2 separate regions of the Mus musculus genome follow, and region 1 is linked to region 2. A link is a contact called in public promoter capture Hi-C data. All regions are on one chromosome and are shown on one strand. The core of a region is the stretch at or near the end of the contact, and the rest is flanking DNA. Distances in the headings are between cores, read along the strand shown.

What was found. Promoter capture Hi-C pulls out the DNA fragments that hold promoters and counts their contacts.
Region 1: a contact with region 2 is called in a promoter capture Hi-C map of cranial neural crest. The contact joins the promoter of Exd2 here to the promoter of Churc1 in region 2.

What each region holds. Positions count from the first base shown.
Region 1 is chr12:80,457,841-80,465,254 of GRCm38.p6, forward strand. It overlaps Exd2 (exonuclease 3'-5' domain containing 2), which reads left to right and starts at 5,255. Exons shown (of 9, transcript NM_133798.3): 1 at 5,255-5,440. Gm46363 (a long non-coding RNA gene) reads right to left here and starts at 1,286. Exons shown (of 2, transcript XR_001780646.1): 1 at 838-1,286.
Region 2 is chr12:76,760,739-76,768,315 of GRCm38.p6, forward strand. It overlaps Churc1 (churchill domain containing 1), which reads left to right and starts at 4,800. Exons shown (of 4, transcript NM_206534.2): 1 at 4,800-4,900. The coding sequence starts at 4,862.

The sequences.
Region 1 (7,414 bases), core at 4,005-6,504, 3.7 Mb after region 2:
TAGGTATTTTCCTCGTTTACATTTCAATCCATCACATTTTCAATGGTCTGATTGCTCTTACATTCGGTGTTTGCATTCTCAGAGGTCAATATTTCTCTATCAATGACTGTCTGGTTTCAGGGTCTGATATGGTTCTGTTCACAGCTGAACTCAACCTCTGTAAGAATTCTGTAAAGAATTCTCCAGAATCCTATATTATTTTAGTAAAAGAGGAAAAGCGGTAGAGTCGTCGTCCCTCTCCCCCCCCCCCCCCCCCCAGGTTCTGCAACCAACTCCCAAGCTCTTCAAGTGGCAACACACATTGGTCAGTTACACTATCATCAGATCGGATTTGTTTTTGTAAGTCAGCACAAAGGCCCTTCACCCAGCAGCTGGTCTTTAGCAACATATATTGCCCTAGCTAAATTACATTGTGCTAAGTTTTTTGGACCAGCTGCTAGAACAGCTGACACCAATCCCTTCCAATCTTGTGGGATCTCCCTATGCTGTGTTGCCCAGTTATTTAGCATTTCTTTGACAAAGGAAAAATGTAAGCCGTACAAAACAACAGATTCTTTAAAATGCTTTAGATCAATTCATTATAGGCAAGAATACCATCATTAGCAGGCACATGCTGCACAAAGACTGGGAAGGCTGTGTAGGCCCACGCAAATCCTCTGGTGGTGCACTCGGTTGCACATTAACCCTTTGTGCTTGCTCTTCCCGGCTCCTTGTCTCACTGAGGCACTTTGGGCACCTGGTATCGAAAGTGCGTGGAGCAGGGCAGGGCAGTGTTTTATTGTCCAGCCTATTTTCTTTCCCCTTTTCTCCATGCAGTCCATTCCCGGTCCTACTCACCAAGCTTGAACTCTGTTGTTCTCCCCCTGGTTCTTTTTGCTTTCTAAGCACCTCGACTTCTAGTCACAAACTCTACATGCATAGCCAAGTCTGCAATGTTTTCTAACAAAAGAGAATTGAGTTAACCTCCTGAGTTTTCAGCTTTCCCTCCAAACTTTCAGAATAGTATATGTGAACACTACAAAGCAAAACTAGAAAACCCCTGCTAGGAACATAGTAGGAGACTACCCAGCAACTGAAGCTGCCATTTTGCTATTTTCCTTAAGTAACATTGCTAACCCCTCATAATCTACAGTTTTCTCTACCACATTAGAAGCAGAGTTACCCATTATGCCTAAGCCACATTGGGTGCCACCTGTAGGCATAATTTTTTGCAACCTACTTTTAACTTCTCCTTTAGCCCACCATCCAGCAGAGGTAGTGGAAGAGAAAAGTTATTAGGATACAGGGGAAGTGTACCTGTTCAACAATAGTTCTTTGGGGGAAGCTCCATCTTCTTACGCAGCAGTTCAGTCCTGTAGCAAACACCAAACACAACTTTGCAGCTGCAGACCAGTCCTCTAGGCAGGCAGGCAGACAGCACACATGAACCAGCCGCTACAGTCCAGTCCAGTCCTTTCAGTCCAGTCCAGTCCTTTCAGCAAACAGACACCAGGCAGCTGCAGTTCAATCCTGAAGAAACCACCAGGATCTCCAACCACCCGAGGTGAGGCCACAGAAGTGGCAAGTTGCCGCAGGAACTTCATGAGCAGTTCTTGGGAGTGTCTCTCTCAACAGCAGTATTATAACATGTTGAGCTCAACAATGCTATGTAAGGCGAACCAATACATGCGTGCGTGCCTTTAGCGAAGAATGGTAAGGCAGAGCAAACCAAACCGAAGCTCAGTGCCCATCTCCCACTGTCTGTGGGGTCATATTTATTCTCCTTCATCAAGAGTTCTTTCACGTGTCTGCTATAGCCAATCATCCTTTCACCTGTGTCTGCTTCAGAAAAACAGTCTTTCAGGTGTTGGCTTTAGCAAGACATCCTTTCAACTGTGTGCCCCAGCAAAGCATCATTTGGCATAAATAACTTTTCTAAGAACTAGAAGTTTCTACTTAAACACAGTTTTGCTGTGTGGCCCTGGCTGTACTGGAACTTGTTGTGTGGACCAGCCTGGCCACGAACTCAGAGATCCACCTGCCTCTGCTTCCAGAGTGCCGAGATAAAAGGTGTGTGTTACCACAGGCTGGCTGAATTTTGTTTTTATTTTGTTTCGAAACAGAGTCTCATTTCTGGCTAGTCTGGAACTTTTTGATCCTCCTGCCTCAGTCTTCTACATGCTGGTTTTGAAGGCTGGTGCCACCATTCCCAGCTCTCAAACTTGCTCGTGCCTGTCCCCTTTATAGAGGACAAGTTAGCTAAATTGGTTCTCATTATCCTTCTGTTTTCTGGCTTTTGGACCATCAGTGGTTTGATCTCCTTTCCTAGGAGAGTCTGAGTTTACAGCAGACAACGACCCAGACCATGTATGAGGGTAGAACTCTGATTCGCAAGCTCTGCAGCAGTCAGCCAGCATGGTCAGGACTTGGTCAGTGAGTTAGCATCCTTATATTTTACTGACACGCCCATTTAAAGACAAGCCAGAGAAAACCAAATCAACCATAGAAAAAGCCAGTCTCATAGTTAATCCAGTAGTAGTAGTAGTAGCAGCAGCAGCAGCCCCTTGTCAATGACCTCTGGGCTCGAGGGGTGGCTCAGTGGGCTAAGAGTCCTTACTGTGAAAACACCAAGGGCTTGAGTGCAAATCCACGCCACTGTGTGGCTGCACCTGTAACCCCAGCACTGGGAGAGGTTGAGACAGGAACATCACTGGAGTGGGCCTTGCTAGCCAGGGAAGGATTTGAGGACTGGAGTTTCATATGCTTATGAGCTGCCATGTGGGTGCTCAAAGATGGAACCCGGATCCTCTGCAAGAGCAGCAAATGCTCACAATCTAGCTCACATCTCTCGAGCCACCCCACCTTGAAGTTTTATATATTTAATACACTTTGTGGGGGCACGGTTGGGATAAAGTCTTGCTTATGCAGCCCTGGCTGGTCTGGAACTTGATATATAAATCAAAGTGGTCTTGAATTTGTAGTAATACTTCTGCTTCAGTACCCCTGCCCCACCCCCACCCAGTGCTGGGATGATAGGTATGTACCACAATACTTGTCCTCTCCTCCCCACCCCGTGTGTGTGTGTGTGTGTGTGTGTGTGTCTGTGTTTTAGACTGGGCCTCCCTCATATAGCTGAGGCTGGCTGAACTTGGTCTTCTTGCCTCCATCTCCCAAGAGCTGGAATTACAGGCTTGTGCCCTGCCACCCAGCTTCAATCTATCACCTTTAACTCTCCTGTGGTGATATTTCTTCTGTGGTCTACATGTCTGTGGCTACATGTCATCTGGCCACTCTTTGCCCTCCAGCTCCAGCAGATCCAGAAGTAGCCTTGTGTTGCCTTCTTGCAAAGCTGGATTTGGAGTTCTTTATCTATTTCAACTCCTCCAAAGAATCTACTAGAACAAAAGCAGGACAGAATGACAGACTTTACTGACCTTTGTCTCTGGAAGATCAAACACCTTAAACTTTTCTCTCTTCCTTAACAACTCTCTTCTATAGTTGTATTCTCCTTCCAAGAACTTTAAATTCTTTGCTGACTCTTCTCTGATTTTCTGTATTCCCTCCTTTCTTCCCTCCCTCCTTCTCTTTTTTTCTTTAAAACCAAGTCTCTAATGTCAGCCAAGCTAGTCCCAAACTCACTACTTGTATGGCCAATGGCCTTGAACTTCTGATCTTCAGGCTTCCCCCTCCCAAGTTCTGGGGTTATAGGCATGTGCCATTTACTTTATATAAAGTGTTGGGATTATAGGCATGTACCACTTACTTTGTATAAAGTCTTAGAGTTTCTTGTCTCCTTGTCATCTTCACCTCAATCCCTTAGTGATTTCCTCCAAAACAAAGAGAATTCATATTTAACCTGTGGGTTGTTCAGTGACTTATCCCTTTGTGTGATGTGTGAGAATAGCACCATGTCTGAGAGGATTTTATAGAGTTCTAAAATTATTATGGGCATTTCCCTCAAATTTCTGTATCTTCAAAAGATGTCCTCTCACTTCTCACATTGTATGTGTGTGTGCTCAAGTGCTACTGTGGATGTTTCCAACCAGCCTCTAAGCTTCTTGAGTGGACAGAAAAAGATGAAAATTTATAAACAAAACAAAACTCCTTCCTTTTTGAGATAGCGTTTCGTGTAACCCAGGCTTACCTCAAATTTATCATTGTAGCCTGAGGTCTAGATCCCCACCACTGCATAAACGGGGTGTGGTGGCCCAAGCCTGCCTGTAATCCTAACACTTGGGAGATGGAAGCTGGAAGATCAGGAATCTAAGGTCACCTTTGCTCACATTTTGAGAGTTGAGAGCCAGATTGTGCTACACAACACCCTGCTTTAACCCCCTTAAAAAAAAAATCAATCCTGAATGAATGGTTTCATATATAGACAATATTGTGGTTGTTATGAGGATATAGGGACCAGGAGAGATGACAACAGTAAAGAGCACTGGTTGCTCTTCTGGAGGACCCAGGTTCAATTAACAGCCCCCACACAATAGCTCAACACTTTCTATAATTTTTTTTCCTTTTCTTTTCTTTCTTTCTTTTTTTTTTTTTTGGTTTTTTGAGACAGGGTTTCTCTGTGTAGCTCTGGCTGTTCTGGAACTCACTCTGTAGACCAGGCTGGCCTCGAACTCAGAAATCCACGCCGGCTCTATAAATCTTTTCCAGGGGCTCAACGCCCTCTTCTGGCATCTTCAGACATGTACGAGAGGGGAGAGGGAGAGAGGGAGAGGGAGGGAGAGAGAGGGAGATGGGGAGAGGGGAGAGAGAGAGAGAGAGAGAGAGAGAGAGAGAGAGAGAGAGAGAGAGGGAGAGAGAGAGAGAGAGAGAGAGAGAGAGAGAGAGAGAGAGAGAGAGAGAGAGAGAGAGAGAGAGAGAGAGATTAATGGCTATAATATATAACGCGAATGAAGAGCACATTCTGTAAACAGTTTCCTTATTTTCCCGCTCGAATATAAGAAAATTAATGGGGGTGGGTGGGTATGGGGGACTTTTGGTATAGCATTGGAAATGTAAATGAGCTAAATACCTAATAAAAAAATGGAAAAAAAATAAGAAAATTAATGTAGTGGAGAAACGCTACCCTGGGTAAAAGAGAAAAAATGTCCTGTGTTGCATTTGTGAGCGAAAGTTCAATAGGCTTCTTCCTTCAAAGCCAAAACCAAAAGACGAAGCGGCATCTCAGAAAACACCACTTTTCTGAAGACATTAAGTCTTCGCAATTATAACCCTCCTTCCCCATCCTTTAACCGAGAACCTGGGGAGGAAATGCTGCCCTAGCGGCTTCCGTACAAAATGGCGCGGCCCATAGGCACACACCACGGGGGTTGTATCCTCCTGGCCAGCCACTGGGCCGGAAGTGGCTACGGCTTTTATGCATCCGGGTGGGTGCGCCCAGACCGCCGCGGGGGTTCCAGCTTGTCAGCGTGGGGTGCCGCAGGTGTTCGGTCGAGGCTGGAGGCCGCAGGTAAGGGAAGCTCGGGTTGGCAAAGTCCTCTCTGGGGTTGTGTGGCAGGCAGAGGGGTTTCCAGCGCGGCTCGAGAGGGTGGTGATGCTGAAGGGACCACTTTGCGCGTGGGCGACTGTTGGGCTGCAGAGGTGCCCAGGCGTTGTTGGCACTGCCCCTCTCCCCGCCCTGAGGCGCGGCCTCTTGGCCCCTCACTCTCGGTGTGGGCGGTTGAGCCCTCAGGTTCGGGGAGGACTCGTCCCGCCATTGGTCCCCAAGCCTTCCCGGGCCGCCCCTTTCCATCCGCCCGTCTCCTCGTCAGGAGCATCCACCAACCCTTCAAGGCTTTCTGACCTCGTCAGTTAAAAAGCAGCCCCCGCCGGGGTTCCTCCGGGCTTCGGGGGACCCGCCCCACCCGGGACCTGCGGGGCCACATCGCTCGCCGCCCGTCGATTTGCTGGGCACCACCTCTGGCTTTGGCTTTTCACCTTTGGCTTTGGCTTTTTTTTTTTGGCGGGGCAGATCAAACTAGAACTTTAAATCTTATTTATTAAAAATGGACAGCTGTTCACCAAAATTCAGACAACTCAAGTATTTATAAGCTTTGGTACACGATTGGACGCAAATTCCCTTATGTAACCATTCCTTAGAAACACAGAACTGTTTTGTTTTTAGTAACTTTTTTTTCTTTTTTTCTTTTTTTTTTTTTCTTTTTTAAAGAACTGGAGTAGTGGGGAGGGGGAGGGTCTCTCGCTATGTAGCCCTTTCTGGCCTGGAACTCAGGGATCTGTTGGCCTCTGCCAAGTGCTGGGATTAAGTCAAGATTTATTTTTGTTTATGTGTGTGCGTTATTTGGAGCCGGAGTTGCAGCCGCCTGTGAGCTGCCTGGTGGGAGGGAGTGTGCTAGGAGCTGAATTTGCGTCCTCTGGAAAAGTAGCTGGTGCTGTTGAATTATTTTGTTGAAAATACATCTTTTTCTCTTCACATAATATATTCCGACTGTGGTATCCACTTCCTCCACCCCTTCCAGTTCCTCCCCACCTCCCTTCCCATCCGAATCCACTCCCTTTCTGTCTCAATTAGAAAACAAACAGGCTTCTAAGGGGTTATAATAAAATCGAACAAAATAAAATATAAGCTAAATAAAACCATCAAATCAAAATTGGACAAGACAAACAGCAAAGACACCAAGAGAAGACATACGAGTCAGAGACCTGCTTGTTTGAATCCTCAGGGATCCCATAAAAACACTAAACTGGAAGCTGTAACTTAGTGGAGGACCTGTTGAACTCCTGCGTGGGCCCTGGGCATGAAGCCCCAGCCTCTCATGAGTTCCTATGAGCTTTGTTGAGTTCATGTAGAGGGTCTTGTTTTTTAGTGTCCTTCATCCCCTGTGGCTCTTACACTCTTTCCACCTCCTCTTTGGGGTGTGGGGTCCCTAAGCCCTGAGGGGAAGGGTTTGATGGGAGGCACCACATTTAGAGCTGAGTGTTCGAGGTTTGTCACTGTCTTAGTTAGGGTTTTACTGCTGTGAACAGACACCATGACCAAGGCAAGTCTTATAAAAACAACATTTGATTGGGGCTGGCTTACAGGTTCAGAGGTTAAGTCCATTATCATCAAGGTAGGAGCATGGCAGTATCCAGGCAGGCATGGTGCAGGCAGAGCTTAGAGTTCTATGTCTTCATCCAAAGGCTGCTAGTGGAAGACTGACTTCCAGGCAACTAGGGTGAGGATCTTAAGCCCACGCCCACAGTGACCCATCTATTCCAACAAGGCCACACCTCCAAATGGTGCCATTCCCTGGCCCAAGAATATACAAACCATCACAGTCACTCTGCACAGTGTCCAGCTGTGGGTCTCAGTATTCACATTCTGCTACAGGAGAAAACTCTTGATAAAAGCTGAACTGATCTAGGAGTATAGCAGTATGTCATTAGGAGTCATTTTACTGCCTCCCCCTTTATGAAGAGTGGTATTTGTTCTCACCCAGGT
Region 2 (7,577 bases), core at 3,550-6,049:
ACACTTTCTACCTCCCCTCTAGGAGCCTGTTTTGCTTTGAGTCTGGTTACAGGTCTAGAAGAAACTATTGGTGGGCCGTGAGCAGACTCTGCAAAATTAATTTCCTCATGTGGGGAAGGCATTATTTCAAGGGGTGGGGCTGAGGGTACTACTTCCTCAGGTGGGGCAAACCCTTGAGAATCTGAAGATTCAAAATTCTCAGCTTCAACATGGTCTTCCCACACATCCCCGTCCCATGTTGTAGGATCCCATTCTTTGCCAATTAGAGCCCTTACTTTAACTGTCGACACACTCTGAGGCTGAGACTTGAATTTTCGCTGTAGTTCAGCCAACCTTACAATGAGAGTTTCTGTTTGATTTTCTGCAACTTGAGCTCTATTGCTACAAGAGAGAAGATTCTCCTCAAGGACACACTTAGCAACTTTTAGATCGTTTACTTGTGTCTGGAGCCTTTCGATTTTATCACACAACTCCTTCCTTTCATTCATCATTTTTTCCACAGATACTAAGAGCAGCCAGCCAGTAAAATCATTTTTCGATTTTTTCCCCATCTTGTAGAAAGCTTTGTGCACTGAATCACCTAATTCATTAAGAAAATCAAGGGCATTAGCTTCTTTAAGTTCGGAATATAGTTTCAACCATGGGTCTTCAAAATTCTCTGAGCTCTCAGGAGGGAGAGAATCTGGAGAGGTTTCAATAGTTGAAAGTGCTGGTGGATCAACAAGCCAATTCCAGAATTTTAAAAGATTCATCCTTGTACTTCTGTTACTCTAGAACCACTCCTGGTACCAACTTCTGTATTAGTCAGGGTTCTCTAGAGTCACAGAACTTATGGATAGTCTCTAAATAGTAAAGGAATTTATTGATGACTTACAGTCGGCAGCCCAATTCCCAACAATTGTTCAGTCGCAGCTGTGAATGGAAGTCCAAGGATCTAGCAGTTACTCAGTCTCACGCAGCAAGCAGGCGAAGGAGCAATAGCAAGAGCTAGACTCCCTTCTTCCAATGTCCTTATATTGTCTCCAGCAGAAGGTGGAGCCCAGATTAAAGGTGTGTTCCACCACACCTTTAATCCCAGATGAAAGGCGTAGCCCAGATTAAGGGTGTGTTCCTTAAACTCGGAGATTCAATCTTCTGGAATCCATAGCCACTATGGCTCAAGATCTTCAAACCAAGATCCAGATAAGGATCTCCAAGCCTCCAGATAAGGGTCACTGGTGAGCCTTCCAATTCCGGATTGTAGTTCATTCCAAATATTGTCAAGTTGACAACCAGGAATAGCCACTACAACTAGAGACATGTCTGCTCCCAACAGTATTCCCTTCTTGGTTCAAAGAAGAAATTGAGCATCAAAATCTCCATGTGGAGTTGCTCCAATTATGGTAAAATAGCCACTGGACAAAAATTACCCTATTCATCTATAGACAGAAAAAAAAAAAAAAAAGAAAAGAAAAGAAAGAAAAAAGAAAAAGAAAAAAAAAAGCCCAAGAAAGGACACACAGTGCAGCATAAGTGGCAGTTTAGCTCTGCCAAGTCAAAGTAAACAAGTCCTTCATAGGTCCTGCTTCTCTTAAGATCTGTCAGATGGTTCTGGGCCAGAAGGCTGAAGACAGATGCTCCAACATTTTGAGTAATGGGACTGTTCAAGTCGTCGGCTGTCTCTACAACTTGTTTTAAGTTTTGTAAGCTATGTTTTTGTGCTTCCTATATATTCAGGTAATATTTAATTTATTCTTGGATTTCTGATACAGTTGAAGACTAGTTATAATCATAATACTAATTAAGTTGTTATTATTATAACTTAATTATTAGAGGGATCATAATAATACTTAAGTTGTTGAGCCTTGAGGAAGATGACCTAGGAAGGATGATATTCAGATAATAATACAAGTTAAAGTCAGAACAAAACTCAGGTATAGAACTGTAAACTCTTTCGGTCAGGGTAAATAGTAGAGTACCTTATCTAATTGACAAATATGATGGACTTGATATTAATTGCATATCATACTTTGTAATTTTCATAATTTTTATGATTATGCTCAACTTATGTCTGAAAGAAGAACCCTTTTAAAATTTGGACGGAAAGAGTGAGATGTTGGGAATTGGTTCTAATGCTTTGTCTTATTTTGGCTCCCAAAAGCCATGCTTCCAGAGCTGAGGGTCCCTGCCCCTAGCTGACTTCGATTGGTAATAAAGATTTGCTGTACAGTCAATGTCTGGGCAGGGAGACAGGGCGGGACTTTTAGATTGCTTGGGCAAGGGACCAGGGGAGAGACTGAGGAGAGGGATCAGAGTTAAGAGCTGCAGGAGAAAAGTGATCCAGCTGTACAGGGGGAAAGGGAAAGCAGCCCTGTGGGGGTGGAGGAGGTGCCCAGAAGTTTGCATTTTACATTTGTGTGTTAAGCTAGGAATACTGGAGGGGAGTGTGTGCTAGCCACGGGGAGGTTTAGAAGTGCTCAGTCACTGAGCTAGTCAAAGCATATCAAAATTAGCTGACATGCGTGTGTGTGTGTGTGTGTGTGTGTGTGTGTGTGTGTGTGTCTTTCATTGGCTAATCCAGAGCTCTTGGGCAGGTGCAGTGAGAGACCTATCAGGAGGCAAAGTGGCTTAATTAACTGCTACACTTTCTTCTTCTCTTTTCTCTATATGATCCTATTCCCACATACACATTTATTTCCACACACACATACTAGTGACTACTGATGTGTTTATAAAATGATAAAGAGAGGTGGGGTATGTTCTATGGAGGCATAGAAAGGGGTGTCTCTGTGGGCCCAGGCTGAGGCATCCCTTCCCCCTGAGGGACCAGCCACAGGACCATATAGTATAGAATAGAGTTTATTCAGGGCATGGGGAGGGGAGTCAAGAGGGTAGTAGAGGCAGAGAAAGGCAGAGAAAGAAAGAGTAGAGAAGTAGAGGGGTAGAGACCAGCCATGAGCATGTGGAGAGAGAGGGGAAGAATGGTCGAGAAGACAGAGCAGGGGCAGGAAGACAGGAGCAAGAGAGTGAAGAGGTGGGCAAGCAGCCCCTTTTATAGTGAGTCAGGCACACCTGGCTGTTGCCAGGTAACTATGGGGTGGAGCTTAGAATGCTAACAACTACATTCTGGGTATCATGGAGAACAGCTTTTTTTTCCTTCCTGAGGGTGTATTACCTTACTTAATATTATAAGTCCACTCATTTTCCTACAAATTTTGTGATTTCATTTTTTTTCTTTAGAACTGAATAGTATTTTTTTTCCTGTGTAGCCCTGGTTGTCCTGGAACTCTATCTATAGACCAGGTTGGCCTAAACTGCACAGAGTTTGGCCAGCCTCTGCCTCCCGAGTGTTGGTACTAATGTCATGTGCACCACTGCCCAGCTCCATTTTTTATATAGAGAGATTTTTCATTTTACTTTTATCTGTTGACAGACAACTAGGTTGATCTTAATTCTTGGTAGAGTAAATAAATCAGGAATAAACACAGGGGTGTAAATATTCCTATGTGTTCTGGGTAAATGCCCAGGAATAGAATAACAGGTTCATATGGTGATTCTAGTTTTAACTTTTTGAGTAGTCACCAAACTGATTCTACAATGTCTGTATTTTAATTTGCACTCCCACCAACAGTGACTAACAGTTCCTTTCTCTCCACATCCTTCCCAGCATTTGTCATCAGATTTATTGATGAGAGCCATTCCGACAGGGGTGAGAGGGTATCTAAAAAATAATTTTAATTTGCACTTCCCTGATGTTTGAGGACAATGAACACTTATTGGCCATGTTTTGTTTTTTTTTTTAATTTTGAAAAGTGTCTATTCAATTCATTTGCCCATTTATTGACTGGCAGTTTTGTTTCCTTGGTATTTAGTTTCTGCAATTCTTATAAATTCTGGATATTTGCCTCTTGTTTGAAATATGGCTGGTAAAGATGTTTCCCATGCTGAGGACTGTTTTTTTCTGCTAATTGTGTCCTTTGCTGAATAGAAACTTTTCGTGTAGTCCGTTGATACTAAGGGTTAGTTTCTGTTAGTGTTAGTGTTCCTGTGCTAATTAAAAAGTTCTTGTCCAAAGCAGTGTCTTTTTTAAAAAATTTACTTTTATTTTATGCACATTGCCTGCATGTGTGTTTGTGTTAGGGTGTCAGATCTTGGAGTTACAGACAGTTGTGAGCTGCCATGTGAGTTCTGGGAAGTGAAATTGGGTCCTCTGGAAGAGCATTCAGTGTTCCTAATGGCTAAGCCATCTCTCCAGCCCCTCCAACCCAATATCTTGACAACTATCCCCTATGTTTTCTTCTGGAAGTTTCAGTGTTTCCTGTTTTAGATAATGGGTTTTGATCCATTTTTGAATTGATTTTTGTACAAGGCGTATGATAAGAATCTAATTTAAATAATTTAGTAGGTTCTCGACAGCGCTCTAAGCTTCTCTTCCCAAACACCAGCTTACTCCTTCTCTGAAGTCTGATCTCTTATCTGTTATTATAGCACAAAATGGTATTTAAACTGTCATTTCAGGTTTTTTGAGTCTGGTAAAAATGGAGGCAAGAAGAAACAATTCCCCTTTTTGCTGTACTTCTGTAATTCTTTTTTAATCAGAATTCAAGAAGGCGCCTATTAGAAGTTCTTTCAGGCTCAAAGCCTCTTCCTCTTTTCGACACTTCTTTGAGTCCTCAGATCTTTTCAATACCTGAAGATTTTTGAGTCCAGTCCTCGGTGCACCCTCCTTACCCGGAGACCGCCTAACAACCGTTGCTATGGGCGGAGACTTTTAGCCAGCTGTGGAGTCCTTAGATCGTGTGCGACAAAATCGATATCTCAACTCTCGCGAGGTTTCGCCTTCCGGGTGTCGCTGGGGTCGTTCTCCGAAAACTGCGTGACGATGTGTGGGGACTGTGTGGAGAAGGAGTACCCCAATCGGGTGAGCAAGTGGGCGCGAAGAGCCTCTCGCAGGCTCGGTGTTCGACCGATATTCCTAGACAGGCCAGGGGCCCACTCTGCAGTCCTGTCACCCCAGTGACCCTGAGTACCGGCCGCAGGTTCCCTCTGGTGGCTGACGTCAGCGGTCCTTCCGGTTCTGTTGCTGGGGACAACGGGGAACCCTCAAAATTACCTACCCACCCAAATTGACAGCAGCCTCTGAGGCCCTGACGCGATCCCGGCTTCATCCTCCAGCTCGACTTGATGGAATTCTTTTTACCTCATTCTGTCGCTGAATGAACGTATGAGGTCATTTTAAAATCCACCTTTTTTGAGACAGGTTTTGTGTAGCCCAGGCTGGTTTCGAACTCTCTATGTACCCGAGGAGGATTTTGTTTGACTTTGATCCTCCTTCCACATACCTCTTGAACGCTGGCATTACAAGCGCGCGCCACTGGGCTCAATTTAGAAAATGTTAGGGATGGAAGTGAGAGCTTGGTGCGGAGGCAAGCTTGCCACCGACTGAGCTACACTTCCAGCCTCTGGTTCTAACCCACGTTTGAAGATGGCAGAACTGGTCCCCAGAGAGGACCTATCACCTGCCCAAGTATGAGAGCCGAGACTAGATTGTGATCTCCCTCTCCGCCTCGTCCCGTTCTCTTTTCCTTGCGCCTTCCCTTTCCCCTTCCCTTCTTAGCACTGAGGCCTGACCCCAGCATGTGTCCCTACCAGGCAAGCACTCTGCCAACAGAACTATACCCCCTGCTCTTATTTTAAGCCTTTGCGCCTCTCGGGCTTAGGAGGTTTTGAGGCTTGGCTCTTACTGTTCTTTCAGGGAATCACTACTGCACGTTGATGTGTGTAGAGAGTGCTTGGCTGCTCTGTGAAGGAGTGACTGCCAAGGCTCTGGGGCTGCTTCTGGGCTTGCAATTTGGGGGCATAGGATTGACAGGCTGCTGTTTAAACGTAGTGAAAAGGAAGATTGAGCAGGAATGGGGCTGCGGTGTTCTCCTTCCACATAAGGTGGGTTTGGACGATGATTTAGAGGAGGAAGGATCTGCAGGACAATAGCAAGATGAAGGACCCTTGAGTTGGCTGGGAGGGAAAACATCCTCATAGTTCTTTCTCTTAATAGTTTGTGAGTGATGGGCACACACCTCTAATCCCAGCACTGGGGAGACAGAGGCAAGCAGATCTCCAAGTTCAAGGCCAGCCTGGTCTATAGAGCTAGTTTGAGGACAGCTAGAGCTACACTGAGAAACCCTGTCTTGAAAAAACAACAAAAACCCCACAAAAAGAAAACTTCTTTTTTGAGTTATATGTAAGTCTTTTGAGATTGTTATGTTAGAGGAATTTTCATTATGGTACAACCACTTTGGTTTATAAAGTCATTACCATTCATTATCAAATTTAAATGTCCCCTGGAATGACACAGAAGTGCTTATCCCGGAAAAATGCACGTGCTCTCATCTCCTGGCAACGTGTATAAGAATGCTTGTAAGATCATTATTTGTCGTAGGCCAGAGCAAAACTCGTGTTCGTAAAAGGAAATGTCTTAAGAGTAGGGTTGTGGGCTGGAGAGATGGTTCAGCGGTTAAGAGCACTGACTGCTCTTCTGAAAGTCCTGAGTTCAATTCCCAGCAACCACATGGTGGCTCACAACCATCTGTAATGGAATCTGATGCCCTCTTCTGGTGTGTCTGAAGACAGCTTCAGTGTACTCATATAAAGAGTAGGGTTGTGAGTGTGAATTAGATTTAGAGTATCAGCTCTCAAGTGGAAGCGGTTTGGCAATATCTAGAGACACTTGATTGTCACAGTGAAGGCGCTCCTTGGCATCTAGTGGGTAGAGACCGAGTATTATACTGCAGTGCACAGGACAGCCATCTAACCGAAGGTCTGTATGCCCCAGTGTCAGTAGTGCAGACGTTAAAGAACCCAGAATTACAGCAATGGGAGCACTAGAATCAGATACAGCAGCCTGACTTTAGTCTGACAGTATTGGCGAAAGAACACATGAAGTGCAGCTTTAAATGAAGCAGACTAAATTACAGTAAGACTTTCCTGGTTGGTAAAACAAGAAGTTACTCTAAAGACATTGTGTTGATGGCTGCTAGACAGAGTATGATCGAGAGTGGTTATATAAGGGGCCAGAGAGATTGCTCGGTGATTGGTGCTTTTGCAAAGGACCTGGATTCAGTTCCTGGCATGGCAGCTAGCAACTGTCTATAACTCCAGTTCTGGGGATCCAACTGTCTGGTCTCCATGAGTACTAGGCAGGCATTGATATACATGAAATAACTGTAAATCTCTCAACAACAAAAAGTCGGAGAGAGGCTTCTGGAATATAAGAAGTGGGGGTTTTTTGTTTGTTTTTTTTTTGTTTTTTGTTTTTTTACATAACTGGTGGTTCTGCTGTTTGCTTATAATTATTGTTATGTTTCTGCTTTTATTATTTTTCTATATTGTTTTAGTTCATACTCTTTTTTAAAATTTATTTATTTATTATATGTAAGTACACTGTAGCTATCTTCAGACACTCCAGAAGAGGGAGTCAGATCTCGTTAACGGATGGTTGTGAGCCACCATGTGGTTGCTGGGATGTGAACTCCAGACCTTTAGAAGAGCAGTCGGGTGCTCTTACCCACTGAGCCATCTCACCAACCCTCATACTCTTT